Regions from separate parts of the Mus musculus genome. Here regions 1, 3, 4 and 5 are each linked to region 2. The links are chromatin contacts, called in public promoter capture Hi-C and targeted proximity ligation maps. All regions are on one chromosome and are shown on one strand. The core of a region is the stretch at or near the end of the contact, and the rest is flanking DNA. Distances in the headings are between cores, read along the strand shown. Region 1 has its middle 6.6 kb from the start of Gm41844. Region 2 holds the start of Cep55 (centrosomal protein 55). Region 3 overlaps Exoc6 (exocyst complex component 6). Region 4 overlaps Gm9886 (a long non-coding RNA gene). Region 5 holds the start of Slc35g1 (solute carrier family 35, member G1).

Region 1 (5,600 bases), core at 1,562-4,061, 320 kb after region 2:
GTAGTCCTGGGTTCTATAAGAAAGCAAGCTAAGCAAGCCAGGGGAAGCAAGCCAGTAAGAAACATCCCTTTATGGCCTCTGTATCAGCTCCTGCTTCCTGACCTGCTTGAGTTCCAGTCCCGACTTCCTTTGGTGATGAACAGCAATGTGGAAGTGTAAGCTGAATAAACCCTTTCCTTCACAACTTGCCTTTTGGTCATGATGTTTGTGCAGGAATAGAAACCCTGACAAAGACATATATAATTCTAACTATGGCAGTGCCCTTCATACTAGTCATTACTAATCATGTATAAACTATGCTAAAATGTAGTATCATTCAGCAAATGAGATGAATCAAACAGAACCCAGTTAGACAAATTCCACAAATACTGGTGGAAGAAGTCACATAAAAGCATGCTCTGTTAATCCATTTTGTGCCGCCATAACAGAAAACTCAAGACTGGATACCTTTTTGAAGAATAGAATTTGTTTTACAGTTCTGAAGGTCCCTAAGGTCCAAGGTCAAAGGGAGGGATTTCTTGCTGCCTCACCCCATGACGGAAGGCAGAAGGGCAAGAGGGCACATGCATTAGAGGCACAGGGGATGGCGACTAACTCATCTTTCTTAGAAACCTATTCTTGCAGTGACGAACGCACTCCAGGTTAATGACATTAACCTACTCAACTGTAGGCCAGCTCATTTCTTAAAGGTCCCATCTCTCAACACTGCAACATTGAGGATTGCATTTCCAATTGTGGGGTTCAGGAAATTGCCATACCAACCACGAATACACCAATCTCAGTTAAGCAAGAAAAGTTTATTGAACACACACCATAATACTGGACGTCCAGGTCCACGAGAAGGAAAAACCTAATTGTGGCACCAGTCTGCTCTCAGGGTAGACTTTTTATAGGGAAAACCAGGTTCAAAAGTTTAAAGGGCAAGGAGGGGAGCAGATGGCTCACTAGGCAAAGTATTATCAGCTAACCTTTAAGCTGCTTGGTCCTGGGTAAGGCAAGGGAGGTGGTGGATGGGTGGCAAACAGGGGAATTTCAGAAGATTCAGATAACAGAGCACAAGTATTATAATCACAACATTTTGGCTTACTAGTAGCATTCTTCAGTGTTACCCACAAAAATCACAGTGAGCTCATACATAGATGCAGGAAGGGCTGCCCTGTGGTTAGCTCTGACCCAAGATAATTTAGACATAACAGTTCATACCGACCTTTGATTTGATGGGTCCTACATAAACCTTTGTGGAATGTCTTAAGACTAACTAGCAAACCTCATACTGCTCATTCAGAGCATAGAGAACAAAACAGGGTGTGTGGTCAGCATGTCCTTGAGCCAAGTCACTTCTCTGTGTCAGTGACTGGCAGGCATGTTACAGCAACAATGTTAACTAGCTGGCAGGCATGGACCAAAATGGCTACAGCTATAGGGGTTGGGGGTCTGGCCAATACATAATATCAACTTCTGAGGGCACACTCAAAGCATAGCAGATGAAAACTACATAAACACCTGAGGTTTAGATAAGCAGATAAGTGTAGTTTAGAAGTCTGAAGAGCTTATCTTTGGAGGGTATAGTGAAGAGCCATCCATGGAGTGGCCATTTTGAGAACTATTCTCTGCTTCTCTCTCTCTCTCTCTCTCTCTCTCTTAAGATTATTTATTTATTTTATGTATGTGAGTACACCATTGCTTTCTTCAGACATACTAGAAGGAGGCACCAGATCCCATTGCAGATGGTTGTGAGCCACCATGTGGTTGCTGGGAATTGAACTCAGGATCTCTGGAAGAGCAGTCAATACCCCTTAACCACTGAGCCATCCCTCCAGCCCCTATTCTCTGTTTCTTGATCTGGGTCATGTTGACATGAGCATGCTCAGTGAGTGAGCTTTCTTTGAGCTATACATTTCCATGGTTTCGGCAGTAGTTGAAACTACACCATCAAATACTGGATTTCAGAAGGCATTGGAGGCTTGGTTGATTTATAGGCCCAGTATTGCCTGGGTGGATGGTGTATCTTGGTGGTCCATACTTGGCTGACAATATAGCAAATAGATAAATGGAATCAAGAAACCATTGATAAATGACTTATATATAATTATGGATCTTGTTAGTATCGTTATACAATTGTTTTTCTTCATTTCATAGCATTCTACTCCAAGAAGAGTGTGGTTTCTCAGAGATACCACAAACCCTAATGCAAACCACGGAGTATCACGATTGTAGCAATAGCTGGCAAAGCATGCTGCCAGCTCAGTGGTCTCAGAGTTAAAGCCAAAAGATCAGGTGAAAGAAATTGCTCTAATGAGGTGCTGCTCTCAAAAGCCTGAAATCCTGTTAATGCCCTGCCTGAGAAGCAGGGGAAAACTGTCCAGACCACCCACTGAAGTATCTAAAGTCTTGAATTCTAATCCCATCTCTGCGCCTCCCTTTTAGTGTGACTGTAAGCAAATCAGTTGACATCTCTAAGCTTCACTTTCCCCATCTGTAAGTTGAAGATAAAACACACACCTTAAAGAGAAAAAAGAGCGTTTGCATCTGGTGTTGGAAATGAATCCTCTCATCTTCTTAGCCGCTAAATAGTTTTCTTCTTCTATTTTCTATAGGAGAAAACAAGATCGGGGAAGGGGGAGGCTCAGATGGGAGTCATCACTCTCCTGAAACCACAGGGCTGGTTAGTGAACGGGACTCCAGAGCCTGGCTTTTAACAATTACTGAACTGCCTGGTTAAATTCCCCGGGGGTCAATGAACCGATGCACCTAATTGTGTGTGGCATATTTGGAGCATTTCAGAAACGTTAATGATTAAAAGGAGAGCAGAGTGGAACCCAGATATTGGACCATAACAAATCTGAGGTTAACAGGGATCATCTCTGAGCATGCCCAGTCTCCAAGCATAGATAAGTTCACAGAGGAAGGTAAAGGTTCCCGGGGTGTTAGGAATAATTTATGTACATAGGAGCCACGGTTCTCAGGAACTGATTGGAGAGAGAGGATCTACAAAGAAACACGCAACAAGGTCTGCAGGGTGCCCTCTGCCCAGGAAACTGCAGGGGTGCAGCCCTCTGACTCGAGGCCAGGAGAGCTAGGAGAATCAGAGAGCTCTCCAGCCACATATACCCCGACCCCTGTCTCCCAGGCCAGTTTGTCAAGCTTGGAGCAGAGAGCCGAGGTCTGGATCCTGTAGTCTGAGTGAGAGTAGGCAATGCCAAGGCCAGTGAGAGGTCATCTGTGAGAGGTTGGGACCCTGTCTCTTTCGTCTCCCATTTCATCTCTGTTGTCTAGTGTAAACACTTAGATGTTAGCCAAATCTGCTACATTTTTAAAAATGGGATGAAGATAAATACATCAGGGTCTAGAAGGGAAACGGACATAAATATTTCAGATGGAACACAGGACTTCAAAGAAACCTCCAAAGTCTTACAAGAGTCGTACACTCTGTCTCCAGAGAGTAAAACTGTAGAACCCCGAGTTCATATGTTTTACTACTGGTAATATTTAGCTACAAAACTCTGAAAGGCTGGGAAGGCACTAAACCAGGTTTTCTCTCCCCTCTTAGCTTTTCTGTCTCTGGTGCTCATCGTTAGATCCCAAGCCAGCTCAGGCTGCTGCCCAGGTCATGTTCATTTACAGCTGAGTCTCTCCCCTCCCTCACAGCTGATTTTCACACAGCTCCCAGGCTAATATACTCTCCTCAGTCCCATTTGTCACCCAGCAATCAGAGACAGCCTGGCTGCCAGCTCTGTATAAAGGATCCATCAATCACATGACATAGACCCTCTTTCCTTCTTCTGAGAAGGGACATTACCACCCCACTAGGCCACATGGGCCTGAACTCTCCTTAGAGTTCCCATCATGTCTGTCTGTCTGACGTCTGTCTGTCTGTTTATAGTGTTAATTACCCTCTGAATAAATCTTATTCAACAGGACAGACTGTCTCAGTGTCTCCTAAACCCAGAATGTTTTTTCTCTTCTCTGTAGTTAGGAGCCAGAACTGAAGCGTGGCCAAGGCTGGTGCTAAGGATCATAGGTAGCTCATGTGTCTTGGTGGGGATGTAGACCCAAGTTAACTGCAACTATGGCTCTAGGTTCCCATGGAGCCTTTTGCTAATGTTCTCTTTGGATTAGTTTGAGATAGAGTCTCCCAGTGTAGCCCAGGATGCCTCCCAGTGTAGCCCAGGGTGCTCTGTGACTCCCCATCCTCCTGCCTCAGGTTCTCTCATACGGGAATTGCAGGCATGTGGCTCCTGCCTGGCTACACTGCTGCTACATTTGCTGACTCCTACATACTCTCAGAAGGGGTTTCTCTGGGAAGTTTTACCCATTTAAGGGTAGTTGGTGTATGGGGTGGGGTGGTAGAGTTCTATTAGCTTCATTAACATGCAAAAAGCCCTGGGTTTGATCCCTAGCACTGCATAAACCAAGATTAGATAGAGGGAAAAGGACTGGAAGTTCTTGGCTACACAAAGACCTCCAGGGCAATCTGAGCTATATGAGACCCTGTCTCAAAAATTACTCATTAAATAACTACAAAACTGAAAAAATAGACATTCCCATAATGGTTACAATTTTCACCATTTTGAATACAGAGCTCGGTGGTATTTATTTACATTATCACTGCTGTCTATCCACAGAACTCTCATCTACCTAAACTGAAACCACACCCACTAAGCACTATCCCCCATTCCTTCCCCACCCCACCCCACACCCTGGCAACCACAATTATACTTCCCATCCCTATGAATCTGATTATGCTAGGCCCTTCTAACAAGTAAAGCCATACAATTTTGTCCCTTGGGTTTGATTTATCTCATTTGCATAAAATTATTAAGATTTATCCATGTTGTAACTTTGAATGCTGAATAATATTCTCTTATATGAAGTATATCATATTTGCCGTATCTATCGGTGGGCATTTGAGCTGTATTCACCTTTTGTCTATGTTGATGATGCGTCTGTGAACCAGGATACAAACAACATACAAACAGGTGTGCTCAGGTCCCTGCACCGTGGAATTTCTGAAGCATACGGTGATTCTCAGTGGAATTTTTTGTTAAGATACACTTAGAGTCTTCTTTGCTTCTGACGTTTCCAGAGCTAGTTAACTATTTGAGGGATATAATTTTGCCTGTCAAGTATATTCGTGTGTATTCATCCTAAGCGGCCTCTCTCTTGCCTGTTCCTTCTGAAAGACCCCACCATCAGGCTTAGCAAGCTAGCTGCAGTAACGCCATTTTGCAAGGCATGAAAAAGTACCAGAGCTGAGTTCTCAAAAGTTACAAGAAAGTTCAGTTAAAGATTAACAGTTAAAGATTAAGGCTAAATAATACTGGGACAGGGGCCAAATATCGGTGGTCAAGCACCTGGGCCCCGGCTCAGGGCCAAGAACAGATGGCTCTCAGACGTCAGTGTTAGCAGAACTAGCTTCACTGATTTAAAAAAATAGAGGTGCACAGTGCTCTGGCCACTCCTTGAACCTGTGTGTCTGCCAATGTTCTGACCAGGTGTGTGCCCATTGTTGAACCTTCATTAGACCCTTTCCTCGTACCCCTCCCATACCCATTTCTTGAAAATAGACATTGTTTAGAACTAAAAAGTCCCACCTCAGT
Region 2 (5,189 bases), core at 2,113-4,612:
AGGCCTCACGCACAGGCAGGTGTTCTATCAGTGAGCAATAAACCCCAACCAATATTGTAAAAAATAAACCTACAGGGGGAAAAAGACACATTGTAATAAATAATATCCTTTATTATATGCATACCAGTGCTGTTCTGTAGGAATGTAACATGAGTCACATTCACCATTTTGGATTTTCCTTTAAAAATAAACATACTAGGTAAGACAGATTTCCATGTTTTATTTTAGCTAGTCAACCCAGAATATTATGGTTTTTAATATGTAAGAATACAAAGCATATTAGATCTCAACTTGAACACAAAGTCTTCATCAGAAGTGTTTGATCTATATTTAGATGTTGTAGTCTTTAGAACCCAAAGGATATGTGTATGCCTTTTAAATCACATTTATTCAGTGAGTGTGTATGTGTGTGTGTGTGTGCATGTGTGTGTTTTAAGGGACAACTTAAGGAGTCAGTACTCTTTTCTACTATGCAGATCCTGAGAGTCAAACTCAGTCAGTCAGACTTGGTGGCCTGAGCCTTTACTAACTGAACCCTCTCAAGAGCTCCTCTACCCAAGTTTTTCAAATATACTTACAGTTTTTCTACTAACAGAACTAGCTGTCTGTTCAAAAGCAAAATTAAGTACAACTTAGAGCTCAGTTTCTCACTCACAGCAGCCACAGTTCAAGCAGACATCAGTCAAATGTGGCCAGCGCTGCCATACTGGACAGAACAGAGGAAGTTTTCCGTCATGGCAGAATGTTCTATTAGCCATGCAGGTCTATTAGCAGGCAGGGTCCTGTGGACTCATGAAAGGCCCCTTGGAAGCTAGAACTCTTTAGATCACACCAGCCTCCTGGTTTCCAATTAGTAAGTCTAAAAACCATTGACACTGTTTCCTAAGGAGAAAATGAGCTCTCCTGCTAAGATAAAGACATTCCCGTTTTTCTCCTTACATGAATAAAGACGAGTCTTGAATCCTCACCCTAGAATATCCCTGAGTGAACTGTCAGTATCACCTGGACAATGAGATCTCCATGAGATGCTATCGAAACAGCTAGCAGCTTGAAGCTTCACGACTGTGCCTGTCTATAAAGAGCAAACACTGACGTCTAGATCCAACATTGGCTTTTACAAATAATCCAAGCCTCCCAGTGAACCTCCTGGCTATGCCTCTCCCTTACTAGTCCTTATTCATTGCAGCTTCCACAAGAACCAAGGTTCTGGAGGGCAGATGTAGAACTGCAGTGAACTTCCCTACCCTTCCTCTGTGCTCTACTATTTAAGGAACCCTCCCCTGCCCCTGGTGTGTGTGTGTGTGTGTGTGTGTGTGTGTGTGTGTGTGTGTGTGTGTGTGTGTGTGTTGGAGATCGTGCATGCATATAAGATCCTCCTACTTGATTCCAATTTTGCTTCTTATATAGTCTGGGCAGTGAATATTCACATCCTGACTTCATGTTGACAAACTTTCTCCCACCCCTAATCACTCCCATATGACACTTTAACACACAAATAAGAAGAAAGCCAAAACTGCTTCTTGGGAATAAAAACATGCATAATACCCCCATTTCTGCATATTCCATACTGCACTCTCCAGAATTAGCTGCCCACTGAAATTTACCTTTTGTCGAACACCTGCTCATTGAAGTTAGCTAAAAACATAGTCCCTCCCCTTCCTCCCTTGTCTCAGGTTATGAGAGGTCAATTTCCTGGAGTTGATGCTTGCCAGAAAAGCTGACCTCAGCAATAACCAGACATTTTAATTTTAATCAACACAAAAGTGTTGAACTGAACACCTCACGGCTCTACATAAAGAAGGTAAGATGTGCAGAACCAGGACACCAGAACAGGCTGCTCTTTGGAACACGGGGTCACCCAGGCTCCACCTGTTTGGGGCCCACATACCCCAAAAAACACCCACATGCCCTGAAAAACAGGGCAAAAGGGAAAGATGGACATTGAAACGCAAAAGCCTGCTTGCCGCCTTCTAGTGTGCCACCTTGTGGTTAATAAGACTATTCCTTTCTCCATCTGTTTCTCCGTTCATACTTCAGGCGGGAGGACTGTGTAAATAGAGAATTCCAGTATCTTGGATTGCCATCTTCCTGCTTTAAACAAATAAAACAAACTGAAATTCCTTACATGGTTTCTCATCCACTAGATTCAGTAACAAATGGATTTGTTGTCTTTTACTTAACAGTGCCTAACTACATTTGTTAAACTCTAGCCCTCGCAGCCACACTACCAGATGGTTATCTGCATCCTGGTATAGATCAGGAAACTGAGGCTCAAGGAAGTGAAATGTTCTCAAGGCCACACATCTATTAAGAGGCATTCAGGATTTTAACCCTTGTACTACATACATTACCTTCATAGGATGCTTTGCTACTGATTTTTTTCGCTGTAAACTTCTGGTATGCCTAGGCTAAGTCTAAGAACGACACGCCATAAGCAATTGTTTGCTTCAAGTTCTCAAGACGCTAATCAAGACCCTGATGTGACCGATAAAGACCAATAAAGACACATCTGCCTGTAGGGCAGCAATCTGGAATCGCTGCTGGGGCTCACAATCTCGGTTTTCAAACTGGGAGTTTATCAGCTCCCTACAGCTTCGTTCCCCATTGCTCCGCCCCTGAGTTTGACAGGGTAAATGAGTGGCCCGCCCGGAAGACTAGGAGGTTGTGCTCTACCTCACAAAGAGAAATTGGTTCCCAAAGAACATAGACCAGTCAGTCCCAGGCGAGGGTCACAGAGCTTGTCCTATGGATAACAGCAGGGTCCGAACACACAGAGAAAAGCAAGCAGGCCCAGATTGAACTGGTCCTCCGACTCTGTCCTTGGCTCCGCCTCCACCACGCCCACACTCCCGCACACCCACACCCACACCCACACCATCACACCCGCCTCATTTCACACCACGTTTCCACAGACACCCTCTATCTTCACAAGGTCCTTCTCTGACCCGGCCGGCACGGATTGTAGCTCCCGTCAGGCTCTATGTCTTGCTCGCCCTTACCTTCCCCACTCTGCCCCTACCCGTCTGCCCGGCTAGTTTCGATCCCCTCCCTCTGATTCCAGAGCCGGTCTTCGCCCCGCCTGCCGTCGGGTTCCAGACCTTGCCCCGCCCCTCCTCTGGCTCTAGACTCCGCCTTTGCCCCGCCCTCAGGCTCCTGGGCCCTCCCTCTCTCCTCCATCCTCAGATTCCAGCCTTCACTCAGATTGCAGGCCCCGCCCTCTCCCGCCTTTCCTCAGATTGCAGACCCCGCCCTCTCCCGCCCGTCCTCTGATTGCAGACCCCGCCCTTCGCCAAGCCGGCAGTGACGTGACCCGCCCTACAGCCGCGGGATTCAAACTCCCGGAAGCGGTGTCCTGGTTGATAAGTGGTCTGCGGCGGCGACGCGAGCGCTGTGTTTGTCTCAGGTAGTGAGTGGTCCCGGCCTCGGCCGGGGAGGGAGGGGAGGACAGCCGGGGCTCGTTAGCCCCTGGGCAGGACTAGACCTCCCGGGAGGAGCGCTGGTGAGCAGATCACGCCGCAGGACTCCGTCTCCCCTGGCTGGAATCGCTGGAACACATGCTGGCTCCCTGAGAGACCCCGCGCTGCGTTCCTGTCGACCGCCGGCCCGCAGGCCATCCTTTCGGCTCCTTTGAACTTGGCGGTATTATCACTTTCTTAACAGAGAGGTTACCGCGAGGCCAGTGACCTGAGCCAGGTCTCTCAGGTCTCCAGTGCGGTCAGCCTTTGCTTAGCAAGCGCTTCTCTTTGCAGTTTTTTATTTTCCTGCCTCTTTCCTGACCCCTCGTAGATTTGGGAGATTTACTGAACGGAAATGCTTCTTTAGACTCCTGACCAGAATGACTTAGGTCCCTTCAGTCGAGTCAGAGATTTCCAAGCAGCTGCCTTTAAGCTCTTGTATGCCCCCCCCCCCAAAAAAAAATCAAAACACAGTTCTTTTGAACAGTTGTTGATTGAAAAAGAAAATGTTGTGAGCAGATAGTACTGACTGCTAGCTTGTGTATGTATGGTGAGTTCTGTGTCCCATATTAAATTTAAGAGAGCACATCCTGAAGGAGATTCCACTAGGACTGGGTAGGGACGTTCCCGAGTAGAAGAACTTTAAAAAAAAAAAAAAAAGAACTTTATGATCGATTGGAATAGAAAATACTGGGAAAGGAAAGACTAGGTGAGAGCAGGATTGAGATGAGGAGGAGTGTGTGCTGGGTCAGCCTAGACAAGAGTCAAGAACACTAAGTTTTTAGGAATCCTCTCCAAAAGTTAGGATGCAAATGTCCTGAGGGTATTTTCAAACTGTTAAGTCCTCCTTCTGACGTCAGCAGAAGCCCAGGGAGAAACGTTTGTGGTAGCAGGTTCCTAAAACACGTTAACTGTGCATTTGCCTCGGCAGATTGTACTAGCAATTTTACTTGGTATTTGTCAAGATAGTGGGCAAAACCAGGTTGAATGCATTAATACAGATTTCGTTCAAGTTTGTTTATGCAGTTCTATTATTTTTAGGCTGATTTTATACAGGACAACCTCACACTCACCGCCCTAAGTAGATTTTCTTGTAGTGGTAGCTTTTATGACTATTAGTATTAATTACAGTTTAAGAATATGTGAATCTCCTTTTCTTTTGTTGTATTGCTGTTGCCTGCTACACTGTTCTGAAAGCTTCCTAGCATCCGAGACTCTATGTTGTTTCTTCTTCTTTCTGTTGCTTTAGCCAGCTTATATCCAGTCCCGATTAGGTTACCTGGTAAAAAGGCTTTGTAGTAATAGTCTGTGATTTGTTTAAACAGTTTTGTGCAGCTAGGCTGCCTTCAGTCTATGCAAATGAGGCTGGCCGTGAACTCCTGCCCATCCTGCCTCTACTTCCTGAGTGCTAGGATTATTAGCCTGTATCACCATAGCTTTGTAGTAACAGTTGAATGAAGGAAGGTCTTATCTTCCTTTCAATTCCATGATCACCTTGCCTTCATTTTTATCTCAGGACATATGAGAAAAATGGTTTTATTAAATCTCTTAATGGAGAGCTATTTTTTACATTATTTATATATACAGTGTATTTTACTACACATCTGCCTGCCTAGAGTTTGTATTCTACATTTGCTTCTAAACTCTCATCTAGTACTATTAGCAGATGTGAAACTTGGCCTAACTTCATTTGCCCATTCATTTCTTTCACCCCCCCCCAATCTCTGAGAATTA
Region 3 (5,553 bases), core at 1,131-3,630, 470 kb before region 2:
TCTCTGTGCTATCGCTGTAGTCTGTCTGCTCTGTGATCCAGTCTCTGTCCTGTGGTCTGGTGTGTTCAGTGCCAGGTGCTCTCTGTCCTGTCTAGTCTCTTGGTGGCACGTTCCACTAAGTTGTTTGATTTATTGAGTTTTTTGTCCCCCGAGTTTGTTTGCTTCTTTCCTGACTTTTGTTTCTTTGTTGAATTCTTCATTCATGTTGCTGATTTGTCAGGCTCCAGGCTAATGGTGTCCCTTCATCTAATGCTGGCTTTAACCCTTTACTGAGGTCATTGGTCATTGTAAAGACTTTCCCATGAGTTATTTGGCATTTCATCCATTCAGATACTTGGATTCATTTTTTAAGGAATTATGGACTTCTAGAGAACTCATTCTGTCTTGTTTCATAACATCCCTCATGGATTTCTGTGCTGTGGTTTGTGTATTTGTTGAGATTTTTTTTTTCTCACCACTCTTACTTTGTGGAAGTCTTCTTAGTAGATAGCCTTCTGGCTTCATGATCCCCAGGAAAAGACATTTTTTTTTTAAACATTATAATCTCTAAATCACAGTGTAGAGTTTGAAGTGAAAAGCTAACATAGTAAAATCCTTATTAGAATGTTCAGTTCCAGCTGAGTGTGGTAGCATGCTTGGACTCTGGGCACTCAGAAGGCCATGGCAAGAGAATGGCTGCAAAGTTGGAAGCTACCTAGGGCGACCTAGCAAGATAGCAAGGCGTTGTTAAATAACACAAGACAAAACAAATGAAACCCCTCAAACAAATGGATAGAAAACTTTAGAACTTCATTTCTAATAGCAATAAACATAAGTATTAAAAACCATTGAATTAATAATAAAATGTTAACCTGAAAAAAAATTAAAAAAGAAATCAAACATATTTAGTTATATAAAAATGTAAAAGATATTAATTCTGAATACAAATTTGTGTTTTTATTTACTTGTTATTAGAACATAGCACATGTTTATGCTATTTGGATCCATTAAGTATTAATGAGAATAATTTATTCCTGAAGTAAAATAATTTTAACATCTAAGTCCTCGTAAGCTCTGTAAGAAAATAAACCTCAAAGCATTTTACATTATAAAATACATTTGGACAAAATATATTAAATCAGTAGAGTTGAGTGTAAGTAGTTCAGAAGTAGAGGGATGGACGTCAGCGGTGTGTGTGGGGCTCTCCCAGTACCTTAAGCAAACGATGCTTGGCTCTGTTTAAATGAGGTTGTAACACTTTATTTTAAAAAATTCTAGCATTAGCATTATGCTTCACGTCATATCTTCTATACTTGTTCAGACTTTTAGTAAAACATTTTCACTTAATGTATCAAGATTAGAAAATCAGTAACATAGCTATTTTGTAGTTCTCCGTAGCTGGAGCACAAGAACATTAGAAGACTTCCCATAGGAGAGACTTACATTTTTTTCTGCATTATGAATTTATTTCAGATGACATTTAAAAGAGTAATGGTTTTGTAGCTACTTAATTCTAAAGAAACAAATCAATTTTTTTTTCTGTTGGAATTTTTTTCTATTGTTAAATTTGCTTTCTTGTTGTTGTTGTTTTGGAGTCTTAGATGCCGAGGAGACGGGGACTCCCAAGTTTTTAACTGGGAGGATTCTTACTAAGCAGAGAGGCTGTGCTGTATCTGTGTACTTGTGTTTAGCAAAGTTCATTTATTTGTTGCATGGTGCTGTGGTAGGGGAGTGTGAATTGTTACAGAATAACTGAAAATAACCTGCTCTGGAACACTAGGGAAAGCTTTCTTAAGGACGAAATGACGGGAGGAGCCGTGAAAGATGAATAAAAATGTCATAGAGACTGTGTGAGCGAGGACCCGCCCGTCAGGGAGAGCACGTGTAAGAACCTGAAAGTGGACGGCTGAGGGCAGTGAACTGCATACTCTGCCAGCAGCGCATGGCTGGCATGCGGAGAGAGGCAGGCTGTAGGGAAACAGATGTTTCCCTTACTTAACGACTCTCACTGAGAACCATAGTTTAGTTTGCGCAGTGCTAAGCCTGTAAAAATTTCAGTGGTAAATTAGGAAAACGTCTAATTGTTCGAACTTTATTTTAGGTAACTTCCAAATAGAGTTGCTATTTTTGAGCTGTAATGCCAACAACCCTTTCTTCTTGACCTCTAGTATGAAATGCCATTTGTCATCTACATTCCAGTTTGGAAAGTTAACATAAATCCCAGAGGACAAAGATGTCTGTCTCAGCAGGGGCAGGGAAGGGAAGGAGGGAGGCGGGAGGGACCATCACCATCCTCATTCTCCTGATGTTCTTTAGGGTGATGAAGAAACATTTGAAAATTATTACCGGAAGCAAAGGAAGAAGCAGGCACGCCTGGTTCTGCAGCCGCAGTCGAGTGTGGTGAGTGTGGTGTCCTGTGCCCTGCACGGTGCTTGCACCCGTGGCTGGCTTGAGTCCTGTGAGCATGGGTCACTGCTCATCTACATATAAATATTTATTAAACACCTACTATTTCTAGTCATTGATTTAGGGGCCAAGTGTACAATAGTGAGCAAAACCGGGTGAGTCTTTTTTCTCAGGAGTTTACATTCTGTTAGGAAAGACAGACACTGAGTTAAAAACAGATAAGCAAGCAAAATGTCAGAGAATGATAATTTGTTTCTGACTATATGGTGAACTGTGCACTTTGATTCTTTGTCACATTGAACAAAACAACTAAACACAGTGGATAGACTGTTTCTTTGTATTTTATTTTTAGTTATGTGTATGTGGCTGGGGTAGGTCTGTTCCTGTGACTAGGCGGACTAGTCACTGCCGAGGCCAGGAGAGGGCGTTAGATCCCCTGGAACTGAAATAACTGCTGGTTGTCTGTCTCTGTACGTTCTGGGAATTAAGCTCAGGACCTCTGTAAGAGCAGCAAGTACCCTTAACCCCAGAGCCAGTTTTCTAGCCTCGGGATAGACGTTTTAAAAAAAAGAATTAGATTTTTCTTAAATAGACTGAGGATCTGGCAGAAAAGTATAATTAATCCACATTTTGGCGTGGTGACGTTTACATGACTAAATGCGTTTGTACCGCAGAACCCCCATCTGCTGTGAGCCACGTCAAGGCAGAAGCCCAGGTAGCTTCGATGAGGCACCGAGTGCAGCTTTCACCCTAAAAGCATCTATGGGATAGGAGAGGGAACTGAGTAACACCGGGTCACAGGTCAGGCCTGGGGCACCAAAAGCAGCTGTCCTGGAGGACTCACCTTTCTTGTCATCTGGGGCTTCAGAGGGCTTTCAGCCCATTGTTAAGGTGACCAGGAGATAAAACCATCTAAACACCTCTCAACAATTAATGACGAATAAACCAGCTTTAAAAACAGAAAAAAAGAGATTCAAATAGATATTTTTACTACAGATACACAGATAATGTGCATACACATGAGAATGTTGTTCAGTATAAATTTTTATCAGGAAAATGTAAACAAAGCCACAAGGAAGTACTGCCTCATACTTATGGAAGACTTTACATTAAAAAGATTGGCAGTGTCAAGTGCTGGTAAGGAGGTGGGACTCAGCAACTGGAATTATCTTACACTTCTGGTGGGTATAAAAAGAATACTGTTACCGTGGAAAATGGTTTGGCAGTTTGTAATAAACTGTTGTGCCACACCCTAAGAACCCCCGAGGTAGTCACTCATGAGAAATGAGAATGTATACTTATACAATGGCTCAGGTGTGGATGTTTATAGTAGCCTTATTCATAAACAGCAAAACCTAGATTCCTTTTGAATACACATTCCACGAGGGCCTGCAGGGCCGCTCAGTGGTTAGCACTGCTTGTCACTGACCTGGCTTCTGTAAAGGTGGACCAAGACAACCAGCTCCATAAGGTTGTCTTGACTTCCCAGTGCCTACTGTGGCATGTGTCCACACACAAATGCATGTCATGTATTCACATGCACAATAACAAAATGATTTGACTGTACAATCCACGAGAGAAAGGACTTCTTGTTATTATCAAGTATTTCTCTGATACCGAATGAGTACGCAGAACTTGGTAGGCTCTCAATAAATATTTATCAATCAAGTTATAGTGACTTGAAACTTTTATGTTGTTATTTATTGGTTTAAATGGATTTTTATTTTTCATTTGAAGCATGAAACAGTTGATGGCTATAGAAGATATTTCACTCAAATTGTAGGGTATGTATCTAATATGGAAGAAACTATTTACTATCTTTATTCAAGTTTGTTAAAAGTCAGAAATAATTATTTTCTACTTGCGCTTTCTCCCTTTCCCTTAAACCCATGCTGTGTGGGTAATTGCCATTTTAGGTTCTTTGTTGTGGAAGATCACATTTTACACGTGACCCAAGGATTAGTAACCAGGGTCTACACTGAGGAACTCTGGAACATGGCCCTCTCAAAGATAATTGCTGTCCTCAGAGCTCACTCAGTAAGTCAGACCAGCTATGCTCATCATTATAATTTCATTTGATTTGTATAATATGGAAAACTGCACCGTTATTACTCTGCATTTTTAGGTAATTGCTCAGATTTGTAAGTAGTAATATCAAGGTTTCCTTATGGTTACATAAAGCAGTGGTATTGTAGCTGACTGGGGCTTCTCAAGACACTTTTATTTGAGTATTACAGAAAATGAGAAATTGGGCTGGTCTCATTAGTCTCAGCTGACCTCTTCATTAGCTCACCAAGCAACACTGTGAAGAAAGGGTTTTTAATTATTCCAGAGTTTTTATTTCCAAAATCAACCCTACCATTAAAGCTCAGCAGAACTTGTTTGAGAACATTTATAGTTTCAAAAATCTGCAATTTTTACAGTTTGAACTCATTTGAAATAATAAACCTCCATATAACGGGAGATCATTTTTAATGGGTAAAAGTCAGAAGATCAACTACCTTCTTAATGCCCTTAGTGAAAATAACTAGTTTTAGTTGTTTACCTTCAATAAAGTAGCCTTATACTTAAAATTTTGTATTCAGTTATTATAATTGGTAATTAAGATTTAAATTAGATAAAAGGGGACTTTTATGATATTTAGATTATGAATATACTATATTTATACTTATTAAGACTATAGATTTATAGATTTTTGATACATTGGCAATAAAACTTTTAAAAAATATTTTGGTAATTAAAAAATTTTGGGGGTGCTGGGAATGAAATCCAGGGCCTCATGTACACAAGGAGGTGCTCTTCCACTGAACTAGCCCTGTCTAAGAATGATATATTTTATCATGATTTATATTGAAATCAGCTTCAAGTACATGCAGTTATGCCATATTCCTATTAAGACAATGGCATTAAATATGAAATTGTAACATAGTAACTATAGTATTACATTAAAAAATCTATGTGTTAAAACAAAATTATAACATAGTAAATATAATATCACATTTAAAATCCTAAGTGTTATTAAGAGAAAGTGAAGACACAGCCAGCAGATACAGGAGCCTTGGGGAGTCTTATGGAAGAGTTGGGAGAAAGATTGGGGGACCCAAAGAGGACAGGGACTCCACAGGAAGACCAGCAGAGTTGACTCACCTGGACCCTTGCCGGGGCGGG
Region 4 (5,591 bases), core at 959-3,458, 270 kb after region 2:
TTTTTAGCACAGAATCACCAAAGTTTAGAGGGGAAAAAAGACTAGTATTTGGAATAGCATATGAATAAGCAGATACACTATGTTAAAAGACCAAATAGAAAAAGCTCTCTCAACAAAATGCTCATGTTCACCTTCATTTGTACCACAAAGCCAGAAATTTTGAGTATTTCCTAAAAGGAGATACATATGTGTGTAGAAGATGACAACTTGTGGAATCAATTCTCTCCTTCCACCGTGTGGGTCCTGGGAACTGAACTCAGGCCATCGGGCTTGGCAGCAAGTATCTGTACCCACTGAGCCATCTCTTTGGCCCATGCTCTATTAGCTCTGATGACATAAGGCTTCTATGATTCTGTGGATGGCCAGATTAGGAAGCTGATGTTAATTGAAGGCAGGGATTGAAAGAAAAGCTCCACTCTTCTTTCCTGCAGCTTGGTTTAAGATTTAAAAAAAAAAAGACTAGATATCTTCAGGAAAGCTAAGTTTAGAAGAAGCAAGTCTGAACTATGAGGAAGCCCTGAAGTTTTCATCTCAAGGCAAGGAGAAGGCAGCCACGCTGCCCTTTCCAAGGAAAGAGTCATCTGAAACAGGAGCTCACCAGCAGAAGAGAAAGTGGCTCCTTTTCCACATCAGCATCACTCTAAATTTATTTCCTAAAATGCAGTTTTCCATTTAATGCAGTGACTTCTGGCTCATGCCCATCTTTAATGGTCTCGCCACCTGCAGAGAATAGACTGAAAGTGTTGATGATGGAGATAAATTCTGAGAATGACTTTTGCCTGAGCGTTTGCCAATATGTAGGAAATGTGCTAAATAGATTTCACACATTTAATCACTTAATTATTGCAGTGATGTGTTTATCGCCCCTACTGTCCAAAGAAAGAAATGAAGATTCCAGACCTAGGGACACAAAACACAGCAAAAATGATGCACTTACTAACTTCAGGGGGCACAAGTCATGAAAGCATCACGTAACTTTTACTTCCTATGAATCTTTCCCTAGAAGATACTGCAGAGTGTTCCCCACCAAAACGAGAGAATAGACTGTCAAAGAAAGGGATGTGGGATCGGGATTTGAAAACAGAATTTAAGGCAGACGAGAAGGCAGTTCTAAGATTTCCTTTTTAAAGTTTCTGTTTGTTTGTATCCATGCACATGTACATGTGTGGAGGTTAGAGGACAACTTGGAGCAATCGGTTGGCTCCTTCCACCGTGTAGGTCCTAGGATTGAACTCACCTTGTTAGGTTTGGCAGCAAGCACCTTTATTTCCTGAGCCAACTTGTTGACCCTCATTCTGAAATGTCTATGCAGTCGGCAACAAAATGACCAGAAGGTAAAGGTGTATAGAAGCTTCCTGGGACGATGGGAGGGGGGGTCCCCAGGGTTAAAATGAAGTGAGAAGTTATTGATAACGTATTGTTGCTATTGAGCTTGAGGAGGGTTTGAGAATCAGTTATCAGATTCACCGAAAACTAAATAAGTACCAATGCAATTATTAGCTTCCGGGGAACAAGTCACGAAAGCAGAAAAACCGACTAATGTTTAGCAGGGACTAATATTTATATATTTGCAGTGATCTGAATACAGAATCTATGTGTGTGTTTGTGTTTACATATGTGAGTGTGAGCATATGTTTACATGTATGTATGTGTGCATGAGTGTACCTGCGTACATGCCTGCTTGTGTGTGCATGTGGGGGGCGGGGGACAGCAGAGGGCAATGCCATGTGTCCTCAATTCTCTGTTACTGCTTGAGACAGAGTCTCTCACTGACTGACCAATGAGCACAGGGGATTCTCCTGTCTCTGCCTCTTCAGCACTGGGTCCCAGGTTTGACAGCAGGACTGTCAAAGCTGGGTTTTCTTCTTGCGCTTATGTAGCAAACACATTACCAATTGAACCATTGCCCCAGCCCCTAAGTGTAATTCTTTAAATTTAACAATTACAAAACTTAACTTGAAGCCAGCATTATGAAACACTTACTCCCAGCTAATGTAACTGCTCCAATAGTTTAACCCAATCTGTTTTTTCATTCACCTATGTCGCTCTTATTGTCAACGTATCTGTTAGGCTGGAGAGCTTACATTCATTCCCTGAGGTCACAAAGCTTGAATGCAAGCTTAAGCAGCCCGTACTCTGGGGACTGCTGTCCCTGCTGTCATGGCCTCTATCACTGGTCCTGGGCCTAGGGAGGGAAATGGGAAGGGCCCTGGGAGATAGCGCTGAGAAATTTAAATCTCCACCCATTCTAATAATAAGTCAACAACTGCGTATCCAGGACAGATAACGTAAGGAATTTCAGCCCTTGCACACTACCCCAATTAGAATACAGAAGTAGGTATCATTAGAAACACAAAACAGCTGAAAGTCTCTGTTTCAGGAGACTGGAGAGGGGTGGGGAAGGGCTCCTGCTATTACTGGAATTGCTTTGTCTTTTTTTTTTTTTATGGTTGTAGAGACAGCTTTTCTCTATGTAGGACTAGTACACAGAACTCTGTAGTCCAGGCTGCCCTCAAACCCAGAGACCCTCCTGTCTCTGCCTCCCAAGTGCGGGGATTAAAGACATGCATCACCCCCAGCACTTTGTTTAATATTTAAAGGGACTTTCTTTTTAAAATATATTGTATACATTTATTTATCATGTACGTGTGTGTGTGTGTGTGTGTGTGTGTGTGTGAAAACACCTATCAAGAGTCCATTCTTTCCTTCTACCATGTAGGTCCTTAGGATTGAACTCAGGTCAGCAGGCTTGGCAGCAAATACCTTTATGCACTGAATCATCTTGCTGGCCCTCATGTGACCTTCATATAACACTTGAATAGCTTTTTCAGTGGGAAGTTTTCCTCATAAAGGAAAGGCAATAATAAGTCCCCTCCCCTTCCAGCTCAGCTATCTTGTGGAGACCATTGTTGGCTTGATGGTGGTTTTGCTGCCTCATATACCTATATTGAGGTCAGTATGCCAGTGTCCTGGCAGTCATTGATGACTGAGCCAGATGTGCACTGCTATGCTTACACTTGGGAGCAGCACACAGACCCCTTATAACAGATCTATCAACTAAAAGGGCTTACAGCATCTACCTAGAAGTACACTCCTAGTCACACCTACATCCTTGAATATTATGAAATGAAATTTGGTATTATTGATCATAAATAACCCAGGACTTTGAACTATCTAAATTCAGTCCCCTTTATTTCCAGCATTTCATAGTTAGCAACTTCTAAATCTTCTTCTCTCCCGGGGAGAAAGTTTAAAGGGCAACCTAGGAGTAGAGAGATGGCTCAGCAGTTAAGGGCACCTGGAGTCAGATCCCAGCACCCACAGCAGGTGGTTGCCTGTAGGATGGAACTCTAGTTCCAGCAGTGAAACTGATGCCTTATTCTGGCCTCCACAGCACCCCCCCCACATACATGGTGTACATAAACTCACATACATACACATAAAAATAAGAATTTGTAAGGGGACAGTGACCTAATGCTGATATTGGAGATGTCTACATTCTCAGCTACTTTGTCACGAATGCTACGGCAAGTGAGTCATAGCAGTAACAATTATTAGTACACCAGAGCAAGCAGCTTTGTCCTTAAAAGGCCCTTGAGTTGGAACAACCGCAATATGTGGTACAAGATGAAAAGATACCACTGCCTGACAACAAATCGAATAAGAACCAGATCATAGTTGATGATCTCAGACATCTTTCTGACTGTACTTTCGGGTTCTTCCCAGAAACAAACCATTAGCTGTTATGATAAATGCCAGAATCATTCATCCAGGCACGAGAGATAACGTCTACCTAGAAGCTTCAATATGGCTTCAAGCCATGGATCTTCACTGTAGGAGAGTCTGGTACCTGTTAAAGGGTTCTGAAGAAGGAGCGTTGAGCAGCATGACTCATAGCTTTTGGGAGGTGGGAGGAGGGGAGAGGGACATGGCTCAAGAAGAATAGATCTACATGTCCACCAGAGAGCTGCCAGCAGAACTGGCATGCTCATGTAGCTTCAATGACTATGTATGGTAATTGTGGACATCTACACTCCAGGAAACAAAGATGAGAAAAGATTTAGGCAAGGGAGTTTTGGAAAGACAATGTTGTCCCAGAGAGTAATTAGAGGATCTATTCTGGTGAGTCCAAAAACAGCGTCCCAGGCTACCTAGAAGGATGACTGACTAGCTTTGCTGAATGATAAGGATGGTTGTAGGAGACAGAGGCAGAGTAGGGAAGACATGGCAATGTGTCGCAGTTCATGCCATGCAAGCCTGTGGCAGAGGTAAGGACAGACATCAGATGACGGTTAGCACCTTCAAAGACCCACCTCTGGTGACCTTCCATCAGCTAGGTCCTGACTCCTAAAGCCTGACCATCTGGTGACCAAGCATTCAAAACACCAGCCCGTGAGGAAACATTTCAGAGTCAAACCAGAACAACTCATAAGGACTCAATTAAGATATGAACAATTAATTCAATCACCCTGAAACAATCACACAGCTTCTCCTGTGCACCAAAATGGAGGCACCATCGGGATTATCAATGCCCACTTGCCCTCAACAAAGACAGATGATGGAAACCCTTGGCTTTCCTCTTCCCATAGGCCTTTAGTCTCCCATCCAATCAAGAGGGGCAATATTCTGACCTATGATGGGTCACATGATGAGGGAGTTGGCTTCATAGACCAGCACAAATTGCCTCTTTTTTCAGTGATTAAGTGTGTGGAGACTGAACGTGGTTGAATGTGCAGTAAGGCCAAGCCTCAAGTGTAGGGGGGTGAAGGATGCAACACCCCCCACCACTTGAGATGTCTGGCCTGTCTCTAGGTGTTCAGAGAAATCCAGAAAAGAACCTTATAAGGAAGGAGAGTGAGTGGGAGGGAACAGGGGGTAAATTTTGAGAAGTGTGTCATTGAGTTAAAGCCCTTACGCCACTTAAAAACACATGGCTGGACCATGTTCATCATATATATCTCCTTTGAGAATACAGTCCATGAATCATAGTTTCAACAGGATTATAGAAATGACTAACATAAGTCTGCTTCCTTTGCGTGAGCATTTGCACAACTTAAGCAGGTTGTAACTCCAGAGAAACCTGGAAAATTACCCACAGGATCCTAAGGAACCCAGAATCCAACAGACAGGATTCCAAACACTTGTCAACGTGCTCCTATCCCTGCCCTTCTGACCCATGTTACTGTAGCAAGTTCTTCCAGAATCATCTTCACTGCTAAAAAAAAAAAAAATCAGTGGAAATGTGTCCTCTCTATCTTTCTGGGGACAGTTCTAAGCTCTAGTCTTGGCTTTCAACCTCATTAAAAGCTGTGGGCTGTTCCCTAATAGGGCTCACTGTGGCTTGGACTGACTTGGTTTGTGCTGATGTCTCCCCCATGTGACAGCCTGGGTTTCTACTTCAATTCATTGTTCTCTAAGAGACCCTTTTAAGTCCCCAGATTGAAAGTATTTAAACAATACAGAATTTAGTGTTTTCACACTAAACCACAAAACCAAGAAGTGCTTAATAAGTAGTATGTAGATTTGGGTTTACAGCAAAAGTAGGAGTCCAGGGCTTTCTCTGATATAAAAAGGACAGGAAGCAGCTAGAC
Region 5 (5,042 bases), core at 1,565-4,064, 340 kb after region 2:
GAGATGATGTACATGGTATTAAAGTTTCTAATGTCAATGATCAACAATTATAAGGACCAGCTAAAATGTATGTCTACTCAAAGTTTACTGTTTTTATTATTACTTTGGTATCAAGGCATTAAAATATTATACAGTAGTATAAAATACCAAACAGTTGTAACTGAACTGCTGGGTGTCTGTCTTAGTCAGGGTTTCTATTCCTGCACAAACATCATGACCAAGAAGGGAGTTGGGGAGGAAAGGGTTTATTCAGCTTACACTTCCACACTGCTGTTCATCACCAAGGAAGTCAGGACTGGAACTCAAGCAGGTCAGGAAGCAGGAGCTGAGGCAGAGGCCATGGAGGGATATTCTTTACTGGCTTGCTTCCCCTGGCTTGCTCAGCCTGCTCTCTTATAGAACCAGGACTACCAGCCCAGAGATGGCACCACCCACAAGGGGACCTGCCCCCTTGATCACTAATTGAGAAAATGCCTTACAGCTGGATCTCATGGAGGCATTTCCCCAACTGAAGCTCCTTTCTCTGTGATAACTCCAACCTGTGTCAAGTTGACACAAAACTAGCCAGTATTCTAGGAGGCTATTCTAATGTGATCTTTGATCTGGGTCCTAGATGATCTAGGGTTACCTCTTTAGGGATGCGAAAGTAGCAATGAAGGCCTCTAAGGGGAAATCCCTGGTCAAGAGAATTTAATTTTGGGCCTGGGCACAGAACTAACATTTCAATGGGGCTCTGCCAATCTCTTGGCCAAGGAGCCAGCCCTTGCAATCAGGCTCATCTTAAACATGCTAATGAAATATATGGAATCATTAATTTTTGTTCCAGAGGACTAGTCTTACTATTGCAATTTCTTATTCCAAGATAGGACAGAAAAACAGCAGGCATTGTTTGTTTGTTGTAGGCAGCCGATGCCCAAAAGATGGCACGGGTTTCCGGTACACCGTGGCTGTGCTCTGCAGGTGCTAGCCCAAATCTGGCGCCAACCCCTTTGCGGGTGCATGCAAATTAAGGTGCCGGGCAGACTGACCAATCCCAGGAGGACACAAAGCTTTTCCCTGTGCTGGGGTGTATATAAGGAGTCCTCCCTGGGTTCCCGTAGCAGCATCAAGGCGTTCCTGCAATAAAGCTGTTGAGAAGAATCCGACAGTGTTGCGTTTTCCTTGCCGAGGTGGGCGCAACAGTTTGTTTGAAGATAGGGTTTCTCTGTGTAGCCCTGGCAGTCTTGGAACTCTATAGACCAGGATGGCCTCAAACTCAGAAATCTGCCTGCCTCTGCCTCCCAAGTGCTGGGATTAAAGGCCTGTACCACCACTGCTCTGCAAGAGCTAACACTTCAGTGAGTTTGGAAAAGTATTTTTTTTTTAAAGAGGAGGAATTTCTAAGAAATATTAAATATGAGTCTTTTCTATCAAATACTTATAAAACGAGTTTAGGAGAAGGAATCAACGTCCTTTTATCTCACCCATACGCAAATGTTTCCATCTTTCCCACCACCCATTAAAATGTCTGTTTACACAAAGCCCAGTGCTATATTCCAGGAATTGCAGAACCAAAGATCAGCTTCCCCTTTCCCCTTCTTCCTTCATTTCAAGAGGGCCAGTTCTTAAAAAACTGGCGATGGAATAAGACTGTGAGGTTTGACCCCAGCCAATGGGGAAAAAGACGAAGTCCCATCTAAGGGGGAATGAAAAATAAATGCATTTCCTGTCTACGAGTTCCATCTTCAGAGTACACCCTCTTTTTTTTTTTTCCATTTTTTATTAGGTATTTAGCTCATTTACATTTCCAATGCTATACCAAAAGTCCCCCATACCCACCCACCCCCACTCCCCTACCCACCCACTCCCCCTTTTTGGCCCTGGCGTTCCCCTGTACTGGGGCATATAAAGTTTGCGTGTCCAATGGGCCTCTCTTTCCAGTGATGGCCGACTAGGCCATCTTCTGATACATATGCAGCTAGAGTCAAGAGCTCGGGGTACTGGTTAGTTCATCAAGAGTAAAATTTACCCCGCCTAGGCCCTTCACTTGGAATATCGGTCTCTTTCTTTGAAATCTGGAGCTAACAGAGCTGAGGTAGCTACTTGTCTCAGTTTGTTGAGACAGCCCCCTTTGCCTTGCAATTTTTGTTTGTTTGGATGGTTGGTTTTGGTTTTGTGGAGAAAGGGTTTCTCTGTGCTGCCAGGGCTTTCCTGGAACTCGCTCTGTAGACCAGGCTGGCCTTGAAGTCACAAAGATCCTCTTCACTCAATTTGCCACCACACCCAGGTGCCTTGCATTTTTAAAGAGCCCTCCTTTTCAATTTTATGTTTCAATCTTTATGTTTACACCTTAAATTCTTGGACAGGTCGAAGTGTGTTTAAAAACTCACATAATGCTTAGAAGTCCTCGGGGCATCACAGAGGTGATCCATATCAGTAAACAGACACTCAGTCCCTTTTAATTTAATTTAATTTAATTTAATTCATGTATTTATTTAGGGAGGGCGTCTCACTATACAGCCTTAGCTGGCTTTGAACTCACAAACCCACATGCCTCTGTCCCTAACTGCTGGGAGTAAGGGCGTGGGCTACCACGCCCAGCTCAGAGGTACAGTCTTTCTAAAGCAGCAGAAGGCCCCAAGACCCGAGGCGCCAGGGCTGAGAACCAAGCGTCCCTCCCTGTCTGTGCAAAGACAGAGGAGGACCAGTGTGCTGTCTAGCCCGACTGCCCTGGGGTGGGGGTGGGGGACAGTCACCGCGCCAGCTGTAGCCACCGCAGCCGGAGAGCACGAGCGAGCGCAGGCGGCGGGCTCCCCGGGGCGGGAGGGCAGCGGAGGACAAGCGCGCGGAGCCGGGCGCACGCGCACGCGCACACGCACCGGCTCGCCGGGGGCCGGAAGAGCCGAGCGGCCGGGCGGCAGCTGCGGGCGCCAGAAGGCGCGCGGCTGCGGGGAGAGCGCGGGCTGCGGGATGGGGCCCCCGGAGAGCGCGGCGGAGCTTGCAGCCGAGGCGGTGGAGCTGCGCGAGCCCGAGCTGCAGCTCGCGGACCCGGCGTCCCCCGGCGAGGAGCACGTGGACGTCGAGGCGGAGGGCGCCCCTGGCCGCGGCAGGTGCTGGCCGTGTGGAGCCTGGGCGTGCGGCTCGCGTGGGGAGCCCGGTGAGTGCGGGCGGGCGGGGTCGGTCTGGTCCTCTGCGCACCGGCCTGAGCCGAGACCCAGAAAGTTTCCGAGTGTTAATAACCCCAAATTGGTGACGGGGGGTGGGGGGTGGGGGGGTGGGGGACAGGACCTCGCAGTCCAGTGGCAGTCAGAGGTGAAAGGTCACCGAGAGGGGCCAGGCAGCGGGTGGCAGGAAGCCGACTTGGAACCCACATCGTGGGTGTAAACCGATCTTCCTGAACCAAGTTGGAAAGACTGGAGTTCTGGAAGTGTTTGTCACGGAATCTCAGCATCGCAGAGAGGAAGAGTTCAGTGGACCACTGACCCTCAAGCTTTGGGGGGACAGGGGGACTTTTTAGCTACTGGCTTAAAACGAGGTACACCTTGCGAGGAGCCTCGGTGAAGAACCCTTAACTTTCGTTCAAATTCCCCTAACAAAGAAGTAAAGAGAGGCCGTGGAAGATGGGGGTTCGGGATTCGGTCTCACCCCACCTCCATCTGCCAAGGTCTGGGTAGGGCAGGTCCAGACAGCACTAGGTAAGGCTCTCTACTTTTGCCAGAGACTCTGTCTGCCTAGGGCCCTTTCCACTAAATAGCTTTCCAGTAAGAAGCCCATCTTTTAGACCTTTCTCAATCTAATCTCCGGGGTCTCTTCCCCTGAATATGCCCTACGACTTCTGTGCCTCTTGTCCCACTCAGGTTCCTACCTTCTTAGTTGTGTTTTTCTGAGTTAAGAGAGAAAAGTCTCGGGGAGATGAGTATTGCTACATTTCTGTCCTGAAAGCAAAGAGAAAAGATCTCGGGTTTCTGATTTTGTTTGCATGGATAGGTTACCCCATGTTGGGCTGACTAACCCGGGAGCTCCTGAGGTCAGTTTTTTTTCTAGTCACCCTATGGGTGGATGTCATTCTGGCCTAATGTGGAACTGGGCCTTGCAAACTCTTTAGTTTTCCATTCGGGCATGAATGAAGGGGTCTGCATACTTACTCAGGCAGCACGTGCTAAAAATGTCAGCACATCGTGAATGCCCAGGAATCTTGCCCTTCAATTTCAAGACAAGTTTCTAACAGTTATTTTGAAAACAAAGCACAAGCCACTATAAGCCAAAAGTTGGCATTGGATTTTTGACTGGCTCATTTTAGACTCTGTGTGCAGTCTAGGCTGGCTCACACTCTGTTGTCTTGCCTAAGCCTCCTTGAGTGCTGGGGTTAAGGGCCTCCATCATTATGCCTGGCTTTCAGACTCTAGATCTTAGTGGTTTCTTAACAAAACTCACCTTCAAGCTTAGGTTGGAACTGGATACCCTTACCCAGTTTAGAGGTTTGCTGATTCTTGTTTGCTGTTTCCCGTACAGTGTAGAGTCTGTACTAAAGAGAGAGAGTTGTCTTAGCCCTGTGCACCCCATTTTCCTGCTGGAGTGAGCACTTGGCATAGTGTACCAGGCCTTCAGCTAGCATCTACAAAGTTCCAAACCTAAGTTACCCCCGTGATCCTAAATCAGGTCCAGGTTACTGCAGTGTGGAGAAGCCAAGTAAAAAAAAGGTTTTTTTACCCTCTTCTGGAAGTTGTCTGGTGACTGCTTAATTTGAGTCATTAAACGCTCAACTTGTGTAGAGTGATTAGATACACCTTTCAGTGGATGTTAGCGTGGTATACATGAGAAAATGCCTCTTTGGGCTGCTTTGCTGGTCACCATTTTCACAGGGAATTGAAATTATCATGTAATAAGAAACTGAGGTTGCCCAAACAGAACTATTCCTTGTCTTCACTAACAATCCATTTCGATTCAACCCTCTGTTACCTGCCTGTACATAATCAGAAAACAGGAACCTTAAATATTTGTATGTTTTTTTATTTGGGCATGGTGGCACAAGTCTTTGGAGAGAGGGGAAGTGGGACTCTGAA

Evidence for each region. Promoter capture Hi-C pulls out the DNA fragments that hold promoters and counts their contacts. Capture Hi-C pulls out chosen DNA fragments and counts their contacts.
Region 1: a contact with region 2 is called in a promoter capture Hi-C map of liver, with 4 times the contacts expected there. A contact is called at or near these places in 6 of 39 promoter capture datasets (the C10 cell line, the HPC-7 cell line, cranial neural crest and 2 more) and 4 of 130 datasets of targeted methods (embryonic stem cells and neural tube).
Region 3: a targeted proximity ligation map of pro-B cells shows a contact between it and region 2, with 5 times the contacts expected there. A contact is called at or near these places in 6 of 39 promoter capture datasets (the 3T3-L1 cell line, 3T3-L1-derived adipocytes, the HPC-7 cell line and 4 more), 2 of 484 Hi-C or Micro-C datasets (the STO cell line and ventricular fibroblasts) and 6 of 130 datasets of targeted methods (bone marrow-derived macrophages, epiblast stem cells, large pre-B cells and 2 more).
Region 4: a contact with region 2 is called in a targeted proximity ligation map of embryonic stem cells, with 11 read pairs. A contact is called at or near these places in 2 of 39 promoter capture datasets (embryonic stem cells and liver), 3 of 484 Hi-C or Micro-C datasets (cortical neurons, cranial neural crest and embryonic stem cells), 6 of 130 datasets of targeted methods (the NIH/3T3 cell line, embryonic stem cells and stem cell-derived neural progenitor cells) and 1 of 9 other capture datasets (adipose tissue).
Region 5: a contact with region 2 is called in a promoter capture Hi-C map of adipose tissue. A contact is called at or near these places in 5 of 39 promoter capture datasets (the C10 cell line, the HPC-7 cell line, cranial neural crest and 1 more), 5 of 484 Hi-C or Micro-C datasets (CD4 T cells, CD8 T cells, memory CD8 T cells and 2 more), 9 of 130 datasets of targeted methods (the 230-238 cell line, T-cell acute lymphoblastic leukemia, embryonic basal ganglia and 4 more) and 1 of 9 other capture datasets (adipose tissue).

Annotation. Positions count from the first base shown.
Region 1 is chr19:38,369,845-38,375,444 of GRCm38.p6, forward strand. No RefSeq gene overlaps it. Among named protein-coding and RNA genes, the nearest start is that of Gm41844, 6.6 kb to the right of the region's middle.
Region 2 is chr19:38,051,679-38,056,867 of GRCm38.p6, forward strand. It overlaps Cep55 (centrosomal protein 55), which reads left to right and starts at 3,363. Exons shown (of 10, transcript NM_001164362.2): 1 at 3,363-3,639.
Region 3 is chr19:37,583,516-37,589,068 of GRCm38.p6, forward strand. Exoc6 (exocyst complex component 6) reads left to right here. Exons shown (of 22, transcript NM_175353.2): 9 at 2,296-2,379; 10 at 4,123-4,169; 11 at 4,302-4,422. Among named protein-coding and RNA genes, the nearest start is that of Exoc6, 36 kb to the left of the region's middle.
Region 4 is chr19:38,318,558-38,324,148 of GRCm38.p6, forward strand. All of the region lies in intron 2 of Gm9886 (a long non-coding RNA gene), which reads right to left. Among named protein-coding and RNA genes, the nearest start is that of Gm9886, 5.9 kb to the right of the region's middle.
Region 5 is chr19:38,393,166-38,398,207 of GRCm38.p6, forward strand. Slc35g1 (solute carrier family 35, member G1) reads left to right here and starts at 2,815. Exons shown (of 3, transcript NM_175507.3): 1 at 2,815-3,136. The coding sequence starts at 2,950.